2 separate regions of the Capsicum annuum genome follow, and region 1 is linked to region 2. The links are chromatin contacts, called in public Hi-C maps. All regions are on one chromosome and are shown on one strand. Each heading gives the region's core, a stretch centred on a gene start, on an enhancer-like site or on the middle of the called end of the contact. The rest is flanking DNA. Distances are from core to core; before and after follow the strand shown.

What was found. Hi-C and Micro-C count contacts between places; a contact is called where the count stands out from the background.
Region 1: a Hi-C map of leaf shows a contact between it and region 2, with 3 times the contacts expected there. The contact joins two enhancer-like sites. A contact is called at or near these places in 3 of 5 Hi-C or Micro-C datasets (leaf and placenta).

The regions. Positions count from the first base shown.
Region 1 is chr9:169,691,962-169,695,314 of UCD10Xv1.1, reverse strand. LOC107842389 (OVARIAN TUMOR DOMAIN-containing deubiquitinating enzyme 4) reads right to left here. Exons shown (of 7, transcript XM_016686210.2): 7 at 1,553-2,008. The coding sequence ends at 1,837. Among protein-coding and RNA genes, the nearest start is that of LOC107842389, 11 kb to the right of the region's middle. Within about 2 kb of position 1,969, at least 3 of the 5 cell types and tissues checked have an H3K27ac peak or open chromatin away from gene starts, as enhancers often do. A contact at or near this core is called in leaf, where this site is marked.
Region 2 is chr9:169,526,848-169,529,911 of UCD10Xv1.1, reverse strand. It overlaps LOC107842388, which reads left to right. Exons shown (of 16, transcript XR_007045148.1): 12 at 1,349-3,064. Among protein-coding and RNA genes, the nearest start is that of LOC107842388, 19 kb to the left of the region's middle. Within about 2 kb of position 1,496, at least 3 of the 5 cell types and tissues checked have an H3K27ac peak or open chromatin away from gene starts, as enhancers often do. A contact at or near this core is called in leaf, where this site is marked.

The DNA of each region.
Region 1 (3,353 bases), core at 720-3,219, 160 kb before region 2:
TTAATTAATTTTTCTTCCATATATTTTAGGAGCCCCATATATTTTAGGAGTTTATTTAATATAATAAAAATAATTAAATAATAAATTAAAGAAAATAGTGAAAAGACATTTTTGTCTAAAGGAGGGTTTTTTAATGAAAGACAAAAAATTCAAATCACTTTTCAGAGGTCTTCACACTTTTAATATATTATAGATTAAGTGGAATTAATCTAACGCTATTAGGGTATTCAAATTTGGGGGCTATTTCCGTGGAATCATTTTAGAATAAAGTGTTATTTTTAACTTTTCTCCATAATTAAAATCAAATTTCATTAGATTAGTCCATTGATTTGGGCTACAAATAAATGAACTTGCTTTGCTATTAGTAATGACTATTAAGTGGAATTAGTTTACCAGCTATTAGGGGTATTTGAATGTGGAGGCTATTTTTAGTGGAATCATTTTAGAATGAAGTGCTATTTTTCACTTTTCCCCATAATTAAAGTCAAATTTCATTAGATTAGTCCATTGATTTGGGCTTCAAATAATGAATCTACTTTGATAAGTTGTCATTTTATTCTAAAGACTTAATTATTTTAGTGCCACATATCAAATGATGTGACATGTCAAGTCAAACGAAGGTGGTTATAAGATCATGCCATTTATCATAATGACATCATGTCTAGTTAAATCAAAAGCCAATGGAAATGCGTCATGTGTACAAATAACGTGTTTTGACCAATTAGTATAGTTATGTCACTTAAATTTGGTTGGCCGAAAAGAATTCGTCTTTATCTCAACTCTCTCATACTACAACTATAAATAGAGGTTTTCATAATTCAGATAAGACACGAAAATTCTAACAAGATGCCAAAGAGAGTTAGTGGATCAAATGCTACAGATTTCTTTAGAACTTATAAGTTCGAGCAACCAAGTTCAAATACAAGTCAATATCAAGACTACCAAATTCAAGATTAAGCTTCAAGCTTTTAAATTCAGGCGTTCAAGATCAAACTCAAAACCCTTTGAATTCAATTATAAATCAAGATCAAATCCATCAAGATTCAAAAATAAGTTCAAAACCTCTTGAATCTATATTCGAAAGCTTTCGAATTCAGGTACATATCAAGATCAAGTTCATTAACATTCATCATCAAGCTCGAAACCCCTTGAATTGAATTACAAATCAAAATCAAGTCCATCAAGATTAAAAAATAAGTTCAAAACCTCTTGAATTTATATTTAAAAAGACAAATCTATTTGAAATCAAATACCACAATCATTACAAATTTTCATATCCTAGTTATTTATCAGCATGAATTTTATTATCTACCACATTTGAAGAACACCTTGAATTTGAAAACTGATCTCCCAAAAACTAGATAATGTCCATGGCCAAATAGATATTTGACCCCAAAAAAACAATTTCGGTTGGTGGTTTCCAAAATCTTTTAGCCAAACAGGTTCCAAAACATACGGTTGAATAGATAAAATATCTAAATCCTTTAGATTTATTGGGACCCAAAGTTGTTACCGAACACCGCGCGAGAAGGAAAAAATCTTAACAAGTTACTTTATCCATAGAAAAAGAAAAGGGTACATTCATTTGCAAAGCATCATCAAACAATACTTCAGAATTCGACTTAACAGAGAAATGAAAAGAAAAGATGGTAAAGATTACATCATGATGAGGGGAAGAACCAAACTCCTAACAATTCAAAGAGAGCATATATTTAGGGCCCCATATGTAGGCTATTCACATTCAGCCTATTTGTTACATTCTAAATAATGCATAGTTCAAAAGCATGTGCATTGCCTCTTCTTCTCCATGATAAACCTTCATGATCAGAATGCAATTTAAAGTTTTGATCTTGGTCCTTTCTTCCCGGGAATGTGCAATGCATCATAATGACCAAATCCGTGATAGAGAACCTTAATAGGATTGTCCTTGCCATATTCTTGCCCATATTCAGCAATAGAAATTAGGCCACTTGCGTCCTGGTCATACATGTAAACACTAATTGGCATCCTGCAGAAGTCAACAGTACAATCTCGTAAGTGCATAAATCTCACGTACCATGGTGAGGCTATAATAACCGAGTGGTCTGGTGATCTACTCTAACTGATATAGATCGAATGCAGCATCATCAACTTTTCCACTTCTATCGTAATGTGCACCATATAGCCACATAAATCCATATATTCAAGAAGATAAAGAGAATATTCATCTGGTGTAATACAGAAAAACTAACGAGATTGAGATTATCAACATATAGACACAAGTTACAACAACAACAACATACCCCATATATTCCCACAAAGTTCCCACGAAGTCAGGTCTGGAGACGCACGTTGTAATAATATGAAAATTTTGGAAAACTTTAAAGCAACTACCTCGCCCAATCCAGCTATTGTTCCTGAGACTGAAACGGTATCCCTCCACCCATGAACTCTTCTTTCTGCTCGTTCAACTAACCTAAATTCTTATAGTTTCCGCCACCTCATTATCGCAGCTTTTCTTTGTTAGTGGTGCTGTAGCTCCTATTTGCAGTCCATTTCTCAGACACTAGCTTAAATAGTTAAATGCATCCAACAACAACAGGAAATGAACTCTTATCTGATACTCGCACCTCTTCTGGTTAAGGTGCAACAAAAAAGGTGCATTTCCAAAATAAAAATTAATACACCGACCTCACAGAAACAAGAGAAGTTGGGACAAAATGCTTATGCTAACAACTGAGGACCACCCAATCTCAAAGATGCTTATGCTAACAAGTGAAGACCACCCAATCTCAAAGATGCACAACTCTTAATCTAGTAAGAACTCGGACATGACTCTTGAAACAAAGTAGTAATCCTTAAAACATTGTCTGCAACGGTTCAAGCGGTTTTCATTTGGTGTCTTCTAGACAGCCGTTTTACTGAAGTCGTGCAGGCTGACAGCAACCAGTGCGAAGCACTAAAAGTGGATCACTAGCCAGCGCGCACTGCATGGGAGCGAAACTTCACAGAGTTTCAAAGTCCCCTCATCCAGTGCAACACAATGGACTCGGCAAACAATTCAGTGCAACAGCCCTAGACAGCAAAAAATTGGAGAATTCCTTAGTACTTTCACACAGTTTTGCACTACAATTATCTATACCTCGATCCTAATCCATGCATACACATATTTAATCCTTAATCCTAATCCATGAATACACATAGTAGGACGCATTTCGAAACTAGAAGGAATTGGGATAAGGATTTGAAAAGGTTTCATCACCAACAAGAATTTTAAACCAAAGGTGAAACGAAACCTAACTCAGCATTTAACTTGAATTCTACCATGAGTATTGGATTGTCGTCACATAGACTGATATAAAGATTGATTAGGG
Region 2 (3,064 bases), core at 247-2,746:
TTTACTTAGGACATTTTATTTTATAGAGTATAGTACAACCAACTGCAAAAAATTATTTTCGCGAATGAGCATAACGTGTGCTCTGATACCAGTTGTTAGGGATAAACCCCACCACAATAATAATATTGAGGTAATAAAAGCAATAAATACGAAAACAACAATAATGCGGTTAATTATCAAGAACAACAAGAGCGATAATGACACAAAGAACTTTACATGGAAACCAGTAAGCGAAAAAACCACTGGCCTATAGAAGCAACTGATATCACTATAGTTAGAAATTTTACACTTCTGGTTTGAGTAAAATACTCTGAAGACTACAACACACTCAAAATAAATAGCTCTCTTTTGATTTTTCCACCTCACTACAATATCAATCACACACTCTATTTTTCCCTCACAAACTAGACTCTCTGTGATGCCTCACTATTTTTTTCTCTTCATTCTTTGTTTTGGTGTGTCAAAACAAGGAGCTGATGAGCTCTTTTTATAGGCAAAAAAACTGTCTCAATAGATGTCATCAATGACATCACTGAAGGTAACATTTTCAAAGTGTTACCATGAACACATTTAGGGGTCGTTTGGTGTTAGGTATTAAAATATATAATCCTGGGATAAAATAATAGTCGTGGGATAATTTTTTTGATACTATGTTTGGTTGCTAAATTCGAAATAACTTATGTCGGGATTAACAAATAATACCAGGATAACTTATCCCATCTAAGGGGTTGTATAAATAATCCCACCATATTTTAACTTGGGATAAAGTCGTAAAATGACAAAATTACCCTCCAAATCCTGTTATTATCACTTTATATATATATAACTTTACTACTATATATAAGAGAGAACGCGAGATTTTGATAGTCCTTACATTAAATTTTTTTGATAATTTATTCCTAATTTAAATTTTAATTACTTCACAAATTTTCGCTCATTTTGGTAAATTTGAACAATTATATGGGTTTGATATTTATATATATATGTATATATGTGTGTGTGTGTATATATAACTTTACTACTATATTAAGAGAGAACGCTAGATTTTTATAGTCGTTACATTAAATTTTTTTGACAATTTTATTCCTAATTTAAATTTTAATTACTTTACAAATTTTCGCTCATTTTGGTAGATTTGAATTTTTATATGGGTTTGATATATATATTTATATATATATATATATATATATATGTATGTATGTATGTATGTATGTATGTATGTATGAGAGAGAATGTATGATTTTGATAGTCTTTGCATTAAATTTTTTTGATAATTTTATCCCTAATTTAAATTTTACTCTACAAATTTTCGTTTTTTGATGTTTTAACCTGCTAAACATATCTGCAGGACAAATTTATTTGGAGAAGTGTGGAAAATCTGAACTGGTAAAAGCTGCCGAGTGTTTTGCACTGGCTGGATGCTATGAGCAGGCTGCAAGAGTTTATGCTAAAGGCAATCATTTCTCTGAGTGCTTATCAGTTTGCACCAAAGGAAGATGTTTTGGCTTGGGTTTACAGTATGTTGAGTACTGGAAGCACGATGCTGCTCAGTGTAGTACATTGGGGAAAAGAGCAAGTGAAATTGACAAAATTGAGGAGGAGTTCCTGGGAAATTGCGCTTTAAATTATTTTGAGCTCAATGACAGAGGCTCCATGATGAAATTTGTGAAAGCATTCCCTTCAATTGTCATGACACGCAATTTCTTGAAATCTGTAGGGTGCCTTGATGAGCTGCTGTTGTTAGAAGAAGAATTGGGAAACTTCCCAGAAGCTGCAGAAATTGCACGGCTGGAAGGTGATATTCTTCGTGAAGCGGATATAACAGGAAAGGCTGGGTATTCTGACAAAGCATCTTCTCTCGTTCTTCTTTATGTTCTCTCCAACTCCCTATGGTTCTCTGGAGGTAAAGGTTGGCCTCTGAAGTCATTCCCCCAAAAGAAGGAACTCTTGGAAAAGGCCATGTCATTTGCGGGGCTTGGATCCAACTTTGAAACCACATGCACATTGGTTAAAGTTTTATCAAATGAGTCAAGTGACTGGTCTGGCTTGAAGCACATTTTCATTGCATCTCAGAAATGTGAAAGTATAATCAGTGAAATGTTGTGCTCTAGAAAAATATTGGATGTTCATTTTGAAAATAATGCTGCAAAGTATATTTGGGATGATAGTTTATCAGCTAATATACAGTGTTCCGAAGAATTGGTTATTTGCAGCCAAGTTAGTGTCAGAACACTGCTTTACTTTTGGAATTTGTGGAAGAAGACTATCTTTGATCTTCTTGAATCTCTTCAAGGGCTTGACGTAGAAGACTTTGGTGAATATAAAGGCTATTGTAATTTCTGCCTAAATTACTTTGGTGCTAGGCAGCACCTGAATGATCTCAATGTTACATACACACTGTTGCATCCTGATGCTGAATGGGTTAAAAACATTCACCAAAGTTTCATCAGACGGTGCAAAAAGATGGTATTTATTGATGCTCGGCATTTTATTTATGCCGCTCGACATCACTGGCATACCGAATTACTTTTTGTTGGTTTGAAGGTTTTGGATACTCTTGACTCCATCTATAAGTTGGCTGCAACTTCAGTGTCTCTTTTCCGGCAAAGCATGTGTCTTCTAAATATATATGAGGTAGCAAAATTTTTAAGTGAGTCCAAGGACCTTGATTCTAAGAGTTTTGAGTGGAGAATACGGCATTTCTTGTCCTTATCTACAAAGTACTTTGAGAAAGCCTTCCCCCTTGACCCCCGACTATCATTGATGGAGAATATGATTTCTCTCAGGAGAACTGAACTTTCCCGTGACGTGTTGCAAGAATTCATCCATCAAGATATTAAAACCAGAGGTATTCTGAGCTATGGACAGATTGGAAGGGTAATGGTCGTATGGCTTGCCTCTGGAAAACTATCTGAAGAGTTGTACGAGGAAATTGTTGGAAGAGTTCCGACAGAATCATGGAAATCATTCATGAAAATTCTCAACTTCATTAGAATGACAAAGCCGGAAGAATCTCAATCAGGCAATGCTTGTGGAAGCAAAAATTCTGAGTCTCCGGAAGTTT